Linked DNA regions of Mus musculus: region 2 is linked to region 1. Evidence: chromatin contacts called from public Hi-C data. All regions are on one chromosome and are shown on one strand. The core of a region is the stretch at or near the end of the contact, and the rest is flanking DNA. Distances in the headings are between cores, read along the strand shown.

The links. A called contact is a pair of places that touch in the nucleus more often than the background predicts.
Region 2: a Hi-C map of cortical neurons shows a contact between it and region 1, with 4 times the contacts expected there. The contact joins the promoter of Kcna4 here to the promoter of Mpped2 in region 1. A contact is called at or near these places in 1 of 484 Hi-C or Micro-C datasets (cortical neurons), 1 of 115 datasets of contacts at active chromatin or transcription factors (cardiomyocytes) and 1 of 9 other capture datasets (liver).

Annotation. Positions count from the first base shown.
Region 1 is chr2:106,691,121-106,698,231 of GRCm38.p6, reverse strand. Mpped2 (metallophosphoesterase domain containing 2) reads right to left here and starts at 5,051. Exons shown (of 7, transcript NM_001143683.2): 1 at 4,411-5,051.
Region 2 is chr2:107,288,375-107,295,222 of GRCm38.p6, reverse strand. Kcna4 (potassium voltage-gated channel, shaker-related subfamily, member 4) reads right to left here and starts at 4,634. Exons shown (of 2, transcript NM_021275.4): 1 at 4,152-4,634; 2 at 1-1,079. The coding sequence starts at 300.

The DNA.
Region 1 (7,111 bases), core at 3,802-6,301:
CATTTTTCTCAAAACAATGTATCAGAATTAATTTGCCATGTATACCATTAAGCTCCAGACATCTTAGCTGTTATCTCAAAAAAAAAATAGAATAATAAGATTAGATTGAAATTTAGCATGAAACACCTTAAAATAGCGAACAAAAGCAGATAGACCGTCTGTCATAATAAGCCATTTATTTTATTATTTTGCAACCCAGGGCTCCTGTAGCCCTCCATATGCTAGCTGGGCTAAGAACACAATAGTGAAGCAAGCTAGGTTATACCCACCTGGCCTTGGTTCCCATAGCCCAGAGAGAAGCCCTGGTATTCTGACTCTTTTAACATAATGTTGCCTTGGGTTCCCTTGCTGCTGTTTCCTCCCTTCAGGGAGGTATGACTCCCTTGAGCACGAGTTGATAGACAATCTGGCCAGTAGGATTAGCTAAGTCAAATCTTGCCCTGCTCCTCCCATGTAAGATAATCTGTAAAGAACTGCTTACGAATCATAATGTAGCAGTTTCATACTAAGTTTGCAGCTGTTTCCTTAATTTCCTACACAATTATATTTTACTGTTATTTTGCATAACAGTAAAACACAACACCTGCTTCAAATTGCAGTCCTGTTCTGAGTGCTGTAATTCTCTTTTGAGACACAAAGTACCGAGACACAACTGAAGCACGGAGCTGCGTAATTGCGTGGTACTGAAAAGTAAACACAAATGAAGACATCTTCCTGTTACAGAAATGACTGTCATTAAAAAGAATGTTAGCCATCAAAGCGCAGAGGGGGAAAAATAGGCATTTTCAGAATACAAGAACTTAGTGTTTGCATAAATTAGGGAGTGGTATAAAAACTACTTGGCGATTCTTATTTTCCTTCCATCAATGTCTATTGTGTGAGATACAGAACATTTCAGAAGCAACAGAAAACCAAATTCATGTCTAGACCAATGTGACCTCAGAGTAAGTTTCTGTACCCCTTGCCAGAAAGAATTTAAATGGGAAGAAAACTTACTAATTAAACTAAAAGAGTGTAGGCCAGAAATAAAATAGTCATATTGAGTATTTACAGTGACTTGAAGTGGCTAGAGGGAGACCCTCTTAAGCCGTCTCGATTGAAGCCAAAAAGAAGCGGAACTTAGATGCCGGATTCACACTTCTAAGTAGTCCTGGCTATCCTGAAGTTAGCCTGTAGATTTTCATTTTCTGTCAGGAAACACCTACCTACCTCTTTGCTACTCTGCCCCAGCAAGGTAAACAATCTCTCTCCACTAGCAAGCCCAGACGTCTGTGATTCTGAAGGGCTAAATGGGTGGCTAGCACCTCATTTGAATTCATCTTTGCCTTGTTCCCTTTCAAATGTTTTATCGAAACAGTGCACCTGCCGGGTCTATCTTCTTTAATCTGGAGTCCTTTGAAGGAAATGTCAGACCGAGGCAGAGAGCTTCAAAACTTTCATAGCACCTTTACAGACAAGTCAAGAAAAGGCTTATTTTTTAAAATGCTATGTTCAATTCCGTCCATGTACCAAAATGAACATATCCTAAGACTGGTGTGTGTGTGTGTGTGTGTGTGTGTGTGTGTGTGTGTGTGCGCGCGCACGAGTGTGATTGGGAGGACAAGGGATAGAGGAAGGATCTCCGTGACAAAGCCATGAGCTAAACCACGTCACTTTAATGAGATATGGGGGAAAGCCTGAAAGATGGAAGGACTTCACCTTAACCTTCGAAGATGCTGCACCACCCTGCTTCAAATATTCAGGCTATAACCACCCCCTCCCAACTACATCTTCTCACAACAGTTAAAGGGAGAAGCCTTCTTCTTTTAATTTTATACTTCAATGCATTTTATCCACAAACAAAGGCACCCAGTACAAGATGCCAAAATGCCTAAAGAAAAATCTAAACAGGACTGTCACTGCCAAGCATTCATGCTGGTGTTAGAGTTTCTGTTAAAAAAAAAAAAAAAAAAGAAGAAGAAAGAAAGAAAGAAAACCCACGTGAGCACATTGAGCATTTCCTAGACAGCAGTCACTCTGTCCCTTAAGCTGAAATTTTCTTTTCCAGGAACCCACTTGGAAAACCTCTTAAAGTCTGCTGGCAAGGAGGGGATTAAACACTGAAGGCTTAAATAACTGTCTCCACCTCCTAGACACCAGAAGTCCGATTTACCTCAACTTTCAAAGCAACCATTTCTGACCTCTGTACTCGCGTGCTGCCTACGCCAAACCCAGAAGAAATGAGCCCTGGATTTCGCTTTCCTTGTTTAAATAATGGTGCTCATTTGAGTTAGGAAGATAGCCACCTCACTTACTGGGTGGAGGGACTTTGGAGTTCGCTCCTGATCCAACCCCGCCAAAATTCATTCTCTCCTCCCTCTGTCTCGCGGATCGAGAACCTTAACTCACGCCCCTACTCTTTTATGCCCATTTCCAGTTACTCATCTCCGCATGCGGGAGCGATGCCCACACGCTGTCCAAACCGTGGCTGCACCGCTTCTTTATTTTTCTGGAAATGCTAAAAAAGTTCCACGTGCCTCTGTCCACTAAGCTCCCTCCCTTCCCTTCACACTTACACCTGAACTTGTCTCCAGCACTGCTGACACCCAGCTGGCACATTCTTTCGGAGAGGGAGGGCACGACTTTTCTCCTGAGCCTCTGACAAAGCGTGGGGTCTATATATGGTGGGGCGAGGGGGGACGCAGAATTCTCTACTTTGGATTGGTTTGTTTGTTTTAAATCTAGGGTGGGCAGATGAGGTGGGGGGCTGCAGCTACTACACACATACACGCGCGCGCGCGCGCGCACACACACACACACACACACACACACACATGCCCTGCTCTGTCAACAGCTCCCGTTGCCTGGTCCTGGCCACAACTCCCTCCTCTTTCCGTAGACGCTGAGTACCCGCTGGGCACCGCCACTGCCGGCGGTGGAGGCAGCACGAAGGACAGTAGACTTTCTCCCCCAGGGTCGGTTAAGCATTTTCCCCCACCTTCCTCTCTCCCAGCGGGACACCGACTGAAGACCGCCGTAGAAAACGGGCTCTGACGTCGCTGCCATCCTCGGTGGGGCATCTTAACCCCAGGTCTGGGACGGAAGCCTCCGAAGCGCACTGGCATCTCCGAGCATACAGACCAGAGCCCGAGTCCGTACCCTAAGCAGCTGCCTCTTTGCTCTGAGTCCCGGAGCTGCCAGGCTCCTCCCGGGAACAGTTGGGAAGGGAAGAGATCCAGCCAGCCATCGGGCTGGAGGAGAATGTGGAGGCCACCGCCTTGCCCCCTCTTTGGAAGTCTTTCCCTTCCAGTTAAAGTTGTGTGTTTTTCCCAGCCTGACCTGTTAGTGTCTTTACCATCACAAATCAATTACACATTTTTCATGACCCGCATTCACTCTTAATTCCGGGTGTGTTGTGGGGTGCGCTATAAATCAACCCCACTGCTTATCTTTCCGTGCTCTTTTCTTGCTGGGGGATTTCAATGCCCTCTCGAACCTCTAGGTTAAAAAAAAAAAAATGCTCCCTTCACCTCCTAGGCCGCAAAAGCCCGAAATTCAAAAGATTTTAAAAGAGAATCTTGCCACATGTAAATGTAAATAGGGTTGGGGGGTAAAGGGGGAGATCCACACAACTACTGCTTAGGTAGAAAAGAAACTGGGCGGCTACGGTTACTTTTCCACGCTGCCGTACCCCGCCTCCCAGCCCTCTCGCTCGGCAGGCAGCAATCGCCGAGACCGGAGAGTAAGGTCCGGGCGCGGGGGCTGGCGGAGAGCTCCGCGCTGGAGCGCTGCGCGCGCGGGCGGCCGGAGCACAAAGCTGCACCGAGCCGTCCGGCCACTGCACCTGGCCCCGGGCCGCCGCGGGCGCACAGGGCTCGGGCCAACACAATGCACCCGGGCCTAGGCCGGGGCAGCTGCGGCGCACGACCCTGGGACTTTCTAGTAAACAGATCTCGGACTCCCGGGCCCCACCCCCATCCCTTGCCCCGGGGCTTTGCCGCAGGCTTTCGCGGACAACCCCCTCCCCCTGCCGCCACCACCTTCCTGAGAAACCCGGCGGAGGAGGGGGCAGGGAGGTGGGGACCCCGAGAGGTCCGTGGCCGAGGGCTGGGGGGAAGGGAGAACAGGGGGCGAGATGGGGAGTGGGAAGAAGGACAGCTACGTAAAGAAATTCGCTCTCGCTTGTTGGGGGCTTCGGGGGAGACAAATCTGCTCTCCCCGGGTCCTCGAGTGTTCAGTCGGCCAACCTCAGGGTCGGCGGGGCCGCCGCGCTCCGCAGCCCCCGCGCCCTCGCACGCGCCTCTGACAAGGCACCTCTCACCCGGGCTCCGCTTTGTGTGTGCATTTTTTTTTCCCCTTCCTCTCGCGCCCGGCACCGGCCGCCTCCTCCCCCCTCCCCCGCCCTCCGCCTCCCTTCCCCGGGCGGATTACCTTTCCCGGGCTGCGCTCCGGGTCCCCGGGATGCCTTCAGCGCCCGGTGTGCGGGCGAGCCATCGCCAAGCAACCCGAGCCGGCTTGGAGCAGCGCTGGGGGCGGCAGGGGCGAGGGGCGCGGGCGGGCCAGAACCTTCGACCCCGGAGGTCCCCGCCGCCGATCCAGGGCCTGGGAGGGCAGCACAGGGGCGCGGTGCGAGCGGGACGCGGGGTCGCTGCGTGGGGAGGTGGAGAGGACCGGAGCAGCCTCGATCTGGGAAGAGAAGGAGCGAGGGGGCGAGGAGAGGCAGCGAGGGCGCGGCGAGCGAAGGGAGCGCGAGCGGTGCAGTGACAGGGACTGCCACTGGGGTCAAAGGAGCACAGCTCCAGGAAGCAGGGCCGCCCAGGCGCCGCTTGCTGTGAGCTCCCCGCTGGGACCCCGCGCCCTGCACGCCCCTGCCGTAGTTCCGGCCCACTCGAACCCCCCACCCACGCCCCGAGGCCGCGGGGTTTCCAGGAGAGGAGGGAGAGCGGAGGGCGAGGCCCGCAGGCTGCTGGTGCTCCCTGGGTCAAGCAGGCGGCAGGAAGCTGAGCTGCAAGTTCACCATCGTGTGTGATCAGCGTTAAAATGATAGGGGTCGGGGAGATGGGGGCGGGCCACTGAGCGCCAGGAAAATAAGGGAGCCCCCCAGATGGTCGTCTTCTGCAAAGAGAACACCAAGCCCCCGCCCCCCACTCATGAACCTGCCAGGCTCTGTCAGAGGTCCTGGCACAGCTCCAAAGCGCAGAACTCGCTGCAGGGGCAGGAGGAGCGACTGGGGCACTAAGATCTCACAAGAGGGGCGACCCCAGGGTCCCTCCACACTGCTGAACTGAGACTTTCCTATGGGGTATCAAGGCTTCCCTCTCCTAAACCCTCTCATAGAGCCAGAGGCACACACACCCCACTTTGGCTCTGTAATGTTGTTCCTGAGAAAGAAAAGGCCAACCCAGCTGGTGTTTTTTCACCTTCAAGAATTAAGACAGGTTCAGGATAAGAAGGTGAAGTCAGGCAAAGGCTTTAATTGTTTCCGCACCCACACCCCCGCGCCCCTTTGAATCACATTCTCCCTTTCCCAAAGACACGCTCTTCAAATAAATAAATAAATAAATAAATCGAAGTTACTCCAATTTTCTCTGCTACTTTGGAAACCTGGCGGGGAAGGGGAGCGGAACACTAGGATTTGTATGCAAAAGGAGGGCGGGGTAAGGATAGGAAAAGCCGCTGAAATGGTGGGACAGACGGCTTTTTAGAAAACTTGGTTGGCACGGCTGTCTGAAAGATGAGGTGGCCCTGTGATGTTATGCCACTGTCAGAGCCGAAGGATTTGGACGGCGACCAGATCTAATTCCTTTCTAGGAGTCAGATTCAAAAAAAAAAAAAAAAAAAAAAAAAAAAAAAGAAGAAGAAGAAGAAAGAAGAAAAGAAAAGAAAATCTGCATTCTCCGAAGGGAACACCAATGTATGTGCACGAGAGTGAAACCTGTGCTTTGTATACTACATGACAACTGACTAGACGTCCTGGCTGAAATTATATCCCCTAAAATTAAAAAGGAGCCGTTTCAACCTGGCCTGTAGCCTCTGTGCTGAGACTAATTGGTTTCCAAGGTCTGGAAAGGAAGGGAGAGAGGCAGAAGGAGCCCCTTATTTAAAGAAAAAAAAAAAAAAGATCAAACGGAATTCGCTTGAAAATATTTCCCTTTTACAATGGACTTTCCTGACACTTGAATTTTAAGTAGTCCATCTCTTCTGCTCAGGATGCAGAAATGAAGGGGAAATGGGCTTACTGATGTACTTTCATTGTATAGTGTGCCCAGAGTGTCAGTGCTTGCCTGATGGGCTGAGGGGAAAGGACAGTGCCTTCTCTGGCCAAGCACAAATCACAGCAAGTGACACTGACATTAAAGGATGCCAAAGATGAGGTGAAGGGGCAGTTTCATATTTTGCTGTCTTTTGGTTTTCAGCCCAACCATGAACACTGACTAGAAACTTGTTCTTTTAAGTTATTAGATTTTGTCTCCCAGAAGAGTTAGCAATACACTCCTCTTTTGTAAACAGTTTGAATTTTAAGACTAATTAGACTGATTTGATCAGTCTAATATCACTGTGCACTAACCCCCCCCCCCCACACACACACACACTGAATCGTTACTTGAAACAGTCATACTAATTTAATATGGTTTGAGATCTAAATATGGGCACACTGACTATAAATAACAATGTGCTCTGTTTTACAGGCACATTTTAAAGGATATTTAATGTGATTAAAAATCAAGTGTGTGGTTCTTTACAAAGTTGGTGGGAATTTGTATCATTTTTTGAGTAGGAGAAACTGAGGAAAATAATATTTAAAACAAAATTTCAATATAAGAAGAAAACCAAACTTACTGGGTCCCTGCTTATAAATAATTAATTATCCAGCAATGACCAACTTGTACCTGGGTTGATAAGTTTTATTTCCATTAGGCTGTTAAAGCCAAACTTGTTCAAACAAAACCAAAAAAAAACTGGAGAAATGTAAATGAATTTAAGCAGTAAGTCAGGAACAAGAGGAAGTCACTTTTCAAATAATTTTCAGTAAGTGGATTTGAACTCCCAAATTGAGATATTATCCACAAGTAGAGGTACATACTCTAAAAGCTTACTTTCAAAATGATCGGATGCAGACCACATGCATTTC
Region 2 (6,848 bases), core at 3,385-5,884, 600 kb before region 1:
GCTCTGCCTGTGGTGGAGTTTCTTCTTCTCAGTTCGCTGACGCCTCCTCCTTCTACTTCCACGGCTACCTTGAGGATCATGGGAGGAGTAGGCCCCACGTGTCTGATGATGGTGGTGGGGGCCTCCACCAGAACCCCCAGTGCCTTCGACAGCAGCCGTGGCAGCTGCGACAGCAGCAGCTGCAGCTGCCCTGGAGTGAGCGAGTCTCTCCCGCTCTCGGGCCCTGGCCTGGGCTGCATAACCATAAGGCATATGGCTGTTGCACCCTGAGCTCTCGGCACTCACCATCGCCACTTCCATGGTGGTGGTTTGGGGAAATGGCTGCTTCCAGTTGTAAGAGAAGAAGAAAGAAAAATAGGGCAGCTTATTTTCTTACCAAATTAAGGTAAGTTTGGAAGCCTTAAGCAGATTGCTTAGAAGACGTGGGATATTTTCAGTCCAACTTTGCATTTTCTGTTTTTAAATCAGCACAGCCTATGCTCCCTCTTCTCAGAGACTCGGCGTTGCTTTCCAGAGCTTGCCTCGTCTAGACAACAGCCTAGTGTTCCTCAAACATAAGTCATGAAATGATGTGGTCTCCCATACACCTACGTGTTGGGGGGTAGATGTTCAAATCTGGAAGTCTGTCTGGGATGCTGTCCGGTGATGACGCCACAAGACTCAAAGACAGCAAGTATCTGACACTCAGAAGTTGTGCCTAGAAAATGAAATATACTTTTTCTTGCATGGAAATTGGCCAAGGCCCAGTCCATCTAATTTAAATAAAATTCAAATAAGTCTTTAGTCTTAGCACTTGCCTTCTACTGATGGCTTGACCCATGTTAAAATGCGGCTTAAAATATGCCCAGCCATTGCTGCTTAGTCTATGAGGGTGGACTCCCAGACCTTCCCTCTAAGGTCATCCAAGCCTTCATGGACCCACAGACAATGCCAGGTTGTAGATAGAGGCAAAGACCTTGGAAGGTAGAGAAGGTGGTAGACGCAGTTCCAGCAGAGGCAAACTCAACACTGAGGTCTCCATAGAAAGCAGGAAATGAAGAGCATCCTTTGGCTAGAATCATTCACAAGAAGCACTTCACCTGAAGAGGGATGGGAAATAAGCACAGGGGAAAAAAAAAAGAATCAAACCATAGAGAGCAAACAGCCCTTTACTCCACATACACTGCTCTTGTCCTCAGGCAAATCATGAAACACACACCAGGAGACCATAACTTTTCAAGAATACGGGGCAGGCTGCTCTAAAATCTCTCCCACTCAGCATCCACCTTGCTCTCTTCTTTTGTCATTGGTTCAGATCAGTCTGTTTGGTGGCAACTCATTTGTTTAGGTCCTGTCCATTCTCAACCCACACGGTTCTTGCTTTCCTCTGCCCCTTCACCAATGCCAGGTTTAATTCTCAATAGTATCCTCTTCATTCCACAACAGTGATGCTCTGACTTTACAGCTGTTTCCAGTATTCATTTATCTCAAGGAATTCTCCTTAAAATTTTCACTCATGGAATGTTGCTGAATTAAGTACCCTTACATTTTTCTTTTTCTTGGGATTAAAGAAGTGGGGAAATAAAACATTTTTCTTCAGTTTAGACTCCACTACTTGAATGATCATCAATTTCCTAATCATAAAATGTAGACAACATAATCAATCCCCTTTACCCCACATTGGTAAGGATCCATGGAGATCATGGATGCTCTCAGGATAGCACACTGTCTATGTACATAGTAAATAGCAACAGATATGTCAGTTATGGATAACACAGCATTAAACTAGGCTGTCATCTATCTACCCACTCTCTAAATTCACAGTCTTTGCCGATGCTCTCTGAGGTGGGGTAAGACAGAACTTGGACAGATATGTCACTATGACACTAGACAATGCCTGTGTGAACCTGGCATTCTCTGACTCCATGAAACAAGCCCCTGTTGTTGTTGTTGTTTTTTTTTATTTCTCTACTCCAGCTTCCTGAACACTCCCTACCACCCACGGCCTAGAAGCAGATCTCAGTTCCCACTTCTCTTGGTAACCATCCCCTCTCCTTGAAGTGCCGTCATGTTCACCTGATATAGTCTTCTGAAGCATGTGGATGCAGCATTTAGAGTACACACTTTACCCACCCCACCCCCCATTTCACTGTATCCTGTTCTTTCGCCCTCCAGTTCACCACACATTTTTTTTTCATATCCCAATCTCTCTGCCTCATCTGCTATCCCTGGCCCTCTTTTCTTACTTTGCTCTCCTAAGTCCATTGACTTTATCTCCTCAGCCAGGACTTAGGAAACTTGCCCCTAACTCTGACCACCTGCTTCTTCCATTTACTCTGGCCAAGAGGACTTCTAAGAATACAGAAAATGAGCCAGAGAATTGGCAATGATGATAACAGGTAGAGTTCTGGGCATCCTCTAGTTTCTATTACTGGAAACACTTCGGCGGCATGAGAGCCATGGCTTTCTGAAGCCATTAACAGGATTCTACCCTTGAGCACCTGCTGCTCTTCACTTTGAGTGTTGGTCCCATAACTTAAATGGCAAACACAGGGCATCACACACACACACACACACACACACACACACACACACACACACCCTTGGTTGAAACCAAAAGACTCCAGAAAATACACCTCAGAAGTTATCCCTAGCAACACCCCCCTCTTCTGTTGTCCTGGTCACATCATCTTACATTCATAAGTGTTTACCGTGGTGAAACCTCTAAGGCCTTGTGTACAAAACCACCTTATGACTACGTTCACTGTGGAATGTCAGCCAACATCTTTTTAAGATTGACAGAATCCAAAAAGCCTGAGAATGTGTTCAACTTCTCAGCACCCACAAACAGTTTGTACAGACACCACTTAAGCCCTGAATAACTGACATACCCATAGATTTACAAATGTGAAGATGTTTCTTCTACTCAAGTAACTCCCCCAAATGTCATGAATTTGAGGGTCTTCCAGCTCACTGTAACTTCTACAAGCTCTGGAACTGCCTTCATTGTGTTCTACAGCAAATGCTTCCTTATTCTTTTATTTATTTAGGCTTGTTAATTACTATTTTTCTAACTCTTTGACATTCAAAAAGAAAACTGTTTTCCTTTCAATTGGCTACTAGTTACCTTACTATCCTAGAGAGACAGAAAGAAGGAAAGGGGGAAGGGAGGGAGAGAGGTAAGTAGGCAGTGAAGCAGGGAGGCATGGTGGGAAAGGGGAGATAGAGAAAAGAAAGTGAAAGAAAGAAAGAAAGAAAGAAAGAAAGAAAGAAAGAAAGAAAGAAAGAAAGGAAGGAAGGAAGGAAGGAAGGAAGGAAGGAAGGAAGGAAGGAAGACAGAAAGAAAAGACAAATTGTAAACCCACCAAACCATTTTTTCAAACAAACCAAGCTGATTTAAAATCTCTCTTTCTCCAGGTATTCTTCTTAGGAGAATCAAGCAGACTTTATGCAAGAGACCTTCTTAACACCATTAAACTAATAGGATTTGCAGGGCACCTATTCTTGCTTCTATGTTCCCAAATACCAACAAGCATTCCCTCTTCCCTTCCTACCCAACAACAACAAGGCTGCTTTCCTTTCTAGATGCTAATTTCTGCAACTGTGTTAGGGTGGTACCTGAACCAAATTTGGGAGAAGGGCAGAGAGGGACAAAATTAAAACATAAAAAGGTGATAGAATCAGAAAAACCAACACCAAGAAACACGTACATCAACTCAACGCACACCATTTATCCAGTCCCTGTGGACTGCTCAAACACTCTGAAAATGCATGCCATCTGAATGTTGGGAGAGGCAACAATACAGACCGGCTCATCAGCTGTTCGCAAAGGAGAGGAACGGTGAGGCTGGGATCAGGCAAAACGAAAATGATGCTGAATCTAAACCCCACCTCGTTGGGGGAACGACATCTTTAATTGCGCCCTAGCCTCCAGACCTGGGTTCCCGCTCTGGCACATTAAGCAGGGCGCACTCGCCCCATCCCCTGGGTTGCCCCTGGAGCGCCGCGTAGCATCTGCACCTCCCTTCTCCCACCTCCTGGTTTATTTTTAACCGCCTTCCATTCATGTCCTTCTGTCACATTCTCAATATTATTTATTCCTCAAATGTCCACAGTTTCTCAACAGCCAAAAGAGTAAGGTGAAGGAAAGATAAGAAAGATCTCATACTTACCATTCCCAGCAAGTGCGAAAAATAAAAATAGACGAAAAAAATCCCCCCCGGTGATTTGTTTCCCCTTTTCCACGCTGCAACAGCTGGAGGAGGGGCAGAATCATTGGGGGTGGGGGCGCAGTACAAAAAAAATCGCTCAGGTTTGGCAGGTGGAGGATCCCAAATATCCACGGAACAAGTTCGGTTGTCTTGGCCAGGGGGCTAGGGGGTATTGCAGAGTCCTCGTTACTGGAGCCCAGAGGTGGAGATTGGGGACGCCCCAAGGTAGACCCCGGAGATTTCTGGTTCCTCTGGAGTTCGGCACAGCAGACATGGGCTGGGAACGGAAGTCAAGGTTCTCCGAAAAAGACTCAAAATCCTAGACAGCAGCGATCACTTGTTAAGCCTGCATTCCTTCTCCAGTATCCATCCCAGTCTTGCTCTCTAGCTGGCTGCAGGAGCAGCACACGCCTCCCCAGGCTGCCAGCGCGCACGGGCGGGGGCGGGGCCTGGCCGGGCCGAGGGTGTGGCCTTTGGGGCTGTCACTAGGGGTGCCTCCCCGCATGGCTGGGCGGGCACAGTCACGACGCTGCGACCCCACCCGTCGGCCCAGCCCCCACGACTGCTTAGCTTCTGGAAACTATCCCAGGAGCACTTGGGTATCACCCCCAAGCGAGGAGCAAATCCCGGAGGCAGATGTGTCCCGTAGGAACTGGAATAGAAGTCCAGGACCGACCACAGCACAGGTGCCACTAGAGACACTGGGAGAGAGGGACTTCGATGAAAGATGCAGTCCAGAAAATGGGGTGGATAGCTTGGGGCAGCTTCCCTTCTTACCCTGATCTTTTATCTCCCCAGACATTGGTCATCTGTTTACCCCTAGAGGTGTGGTAGTAGGGCTCAGGTGCATCTCTGGCCAGACTGCAGGTCCAGAAATCCTCCCCCTCCCCTCCCCGTGAGTACACCCCAACCTTAGTCTCAGCGTTCCTGGAACACTGAGAGTCTGCAGCTTCAGCTGCTGGCCCAGTTGGCACAGAGAAAGATCAACTTTACCCATGTATTAGACCATATGTTAGAGACTGGTCGAATATGAAGTCTGACCCCCGGCGAAGGCTACTGTGTACAGGAGGCTCAAGTCACAACAGGAGGGAGGCTGGAGGGTTATGGACAAACTGTTAAAAATGGCCTAGGCTGGAGCTTTTGAAAGGCTGAGTTGACCCCTCTGTGAAACTGTTGCTGCAAAGATAATTGAAGCTGAACTGGAGAGCCCATGTGGGCCATTGGAGAGGCTTTATATTAGTGCCCCAAACTTTACTGCCATCCACTTGTTTGTTTGTTTGTTTGTTTGTTTGTTTGTTTGTTTAAGTACTCCACATTTCCTATCCTATAAGCAACTAAGTGTGTCTCTAGGAAGGCAACCCCACCCCAGATAAACTTTAGGTGCTTTTTCATTAGTGGTTAGTTTGTGGATGTCTCTGGGACATAGATGTGGTATACAAGAAAGGTTAGCTCAGAGACCGGGCAGGGTGTAGTGGGAGGGGAATCAAGGTGATGGTCAGGTTTGGGTCTTGGGCCATCTCCCTCAGCACACCTTATGGTTTGAATAAGCAGTACGGTACACAGGTCCAGCTACGGGAGCAGATCAGTCCTGGGCTGGTCAGTTGGCACCTGGGTAGCTGTACTCTCCAGCAGCTTTGTTCATGGGCCCTATTGGGCTTCCTTCTTTTGTGATTCCTGATTAATTATTAAGGAAAATATTCCTGAGCTGAATTATAGATATGCCCCTGTGCACTGCACTCACCCTGTCGCTGCTGACGTGGGGAAAGACACCTGGAAGACTGCTTTAGTTGTTTAATTTTTAAAATAATGGGGTGGGGGCTGAAATGTAATTACTGAAGGGGAAACAAGCAAATAAGCTGTAATGTGGGATCTGGTTTTCCTATCTTCTTCCAGTCAGAGCACCTTGAGATTATGGCACAAACAAATTTATCCCAAACACCCTCCACAACCACCCCATCCCTGCCCCACCCCTACCCTGTAGGTGGAGGAACAGAGAAAAGTTCCTACAGGCACCTAGAGAAGCTACTTGTTCCAAGTCGTTCCAAATTGGAGCTCATTCCAGCAAATGGGAGGGACTGACTTCTCCAAAACTGAAAGCAATCATTTTTGATTCCAAAATAAAGGTTAGGTCCTTGTGCAGTCTTACAGGTGCCAGAAAGAGAGGACTGACTTACTGTTAGGCCATCAGAAGGATGTTTTAGAGAATGGTAGAATCAGGGCTGAGGGCATAGGGTATAAGATCTTGGGACCAGTTTCCAAAAGCAATTTGTAAGATCAATCCACAATAGCTATGGAATGCTTCCAGAGAGTTGAAAGATGAGATTGAGTAATGTACTAAAGATAATGGTTGTATCGAAGCTCGGATGTTTTTATTGGATCACATGGAAACTTTGCAAAGTATGCTTATACATGTCACTGGCTATTTATTCTTCTTGTGGTCCAGAAAGTTTTAAACATTTAAATGCCTGAAGTTTTCATAAGCATCTTTCTTTCTTAGGTATCAGGAAGAGAAACTACTAAATAATAGCAACAATTCACCTGAATAGAAGGCACTCTAATGACAATACTCATTCAGAACATGGAACAAGTATTTATTGACTACTTGGTCATGGTATGGACTAGTCATTGAGTGACCATCCCATCACTGACAATGTTCTA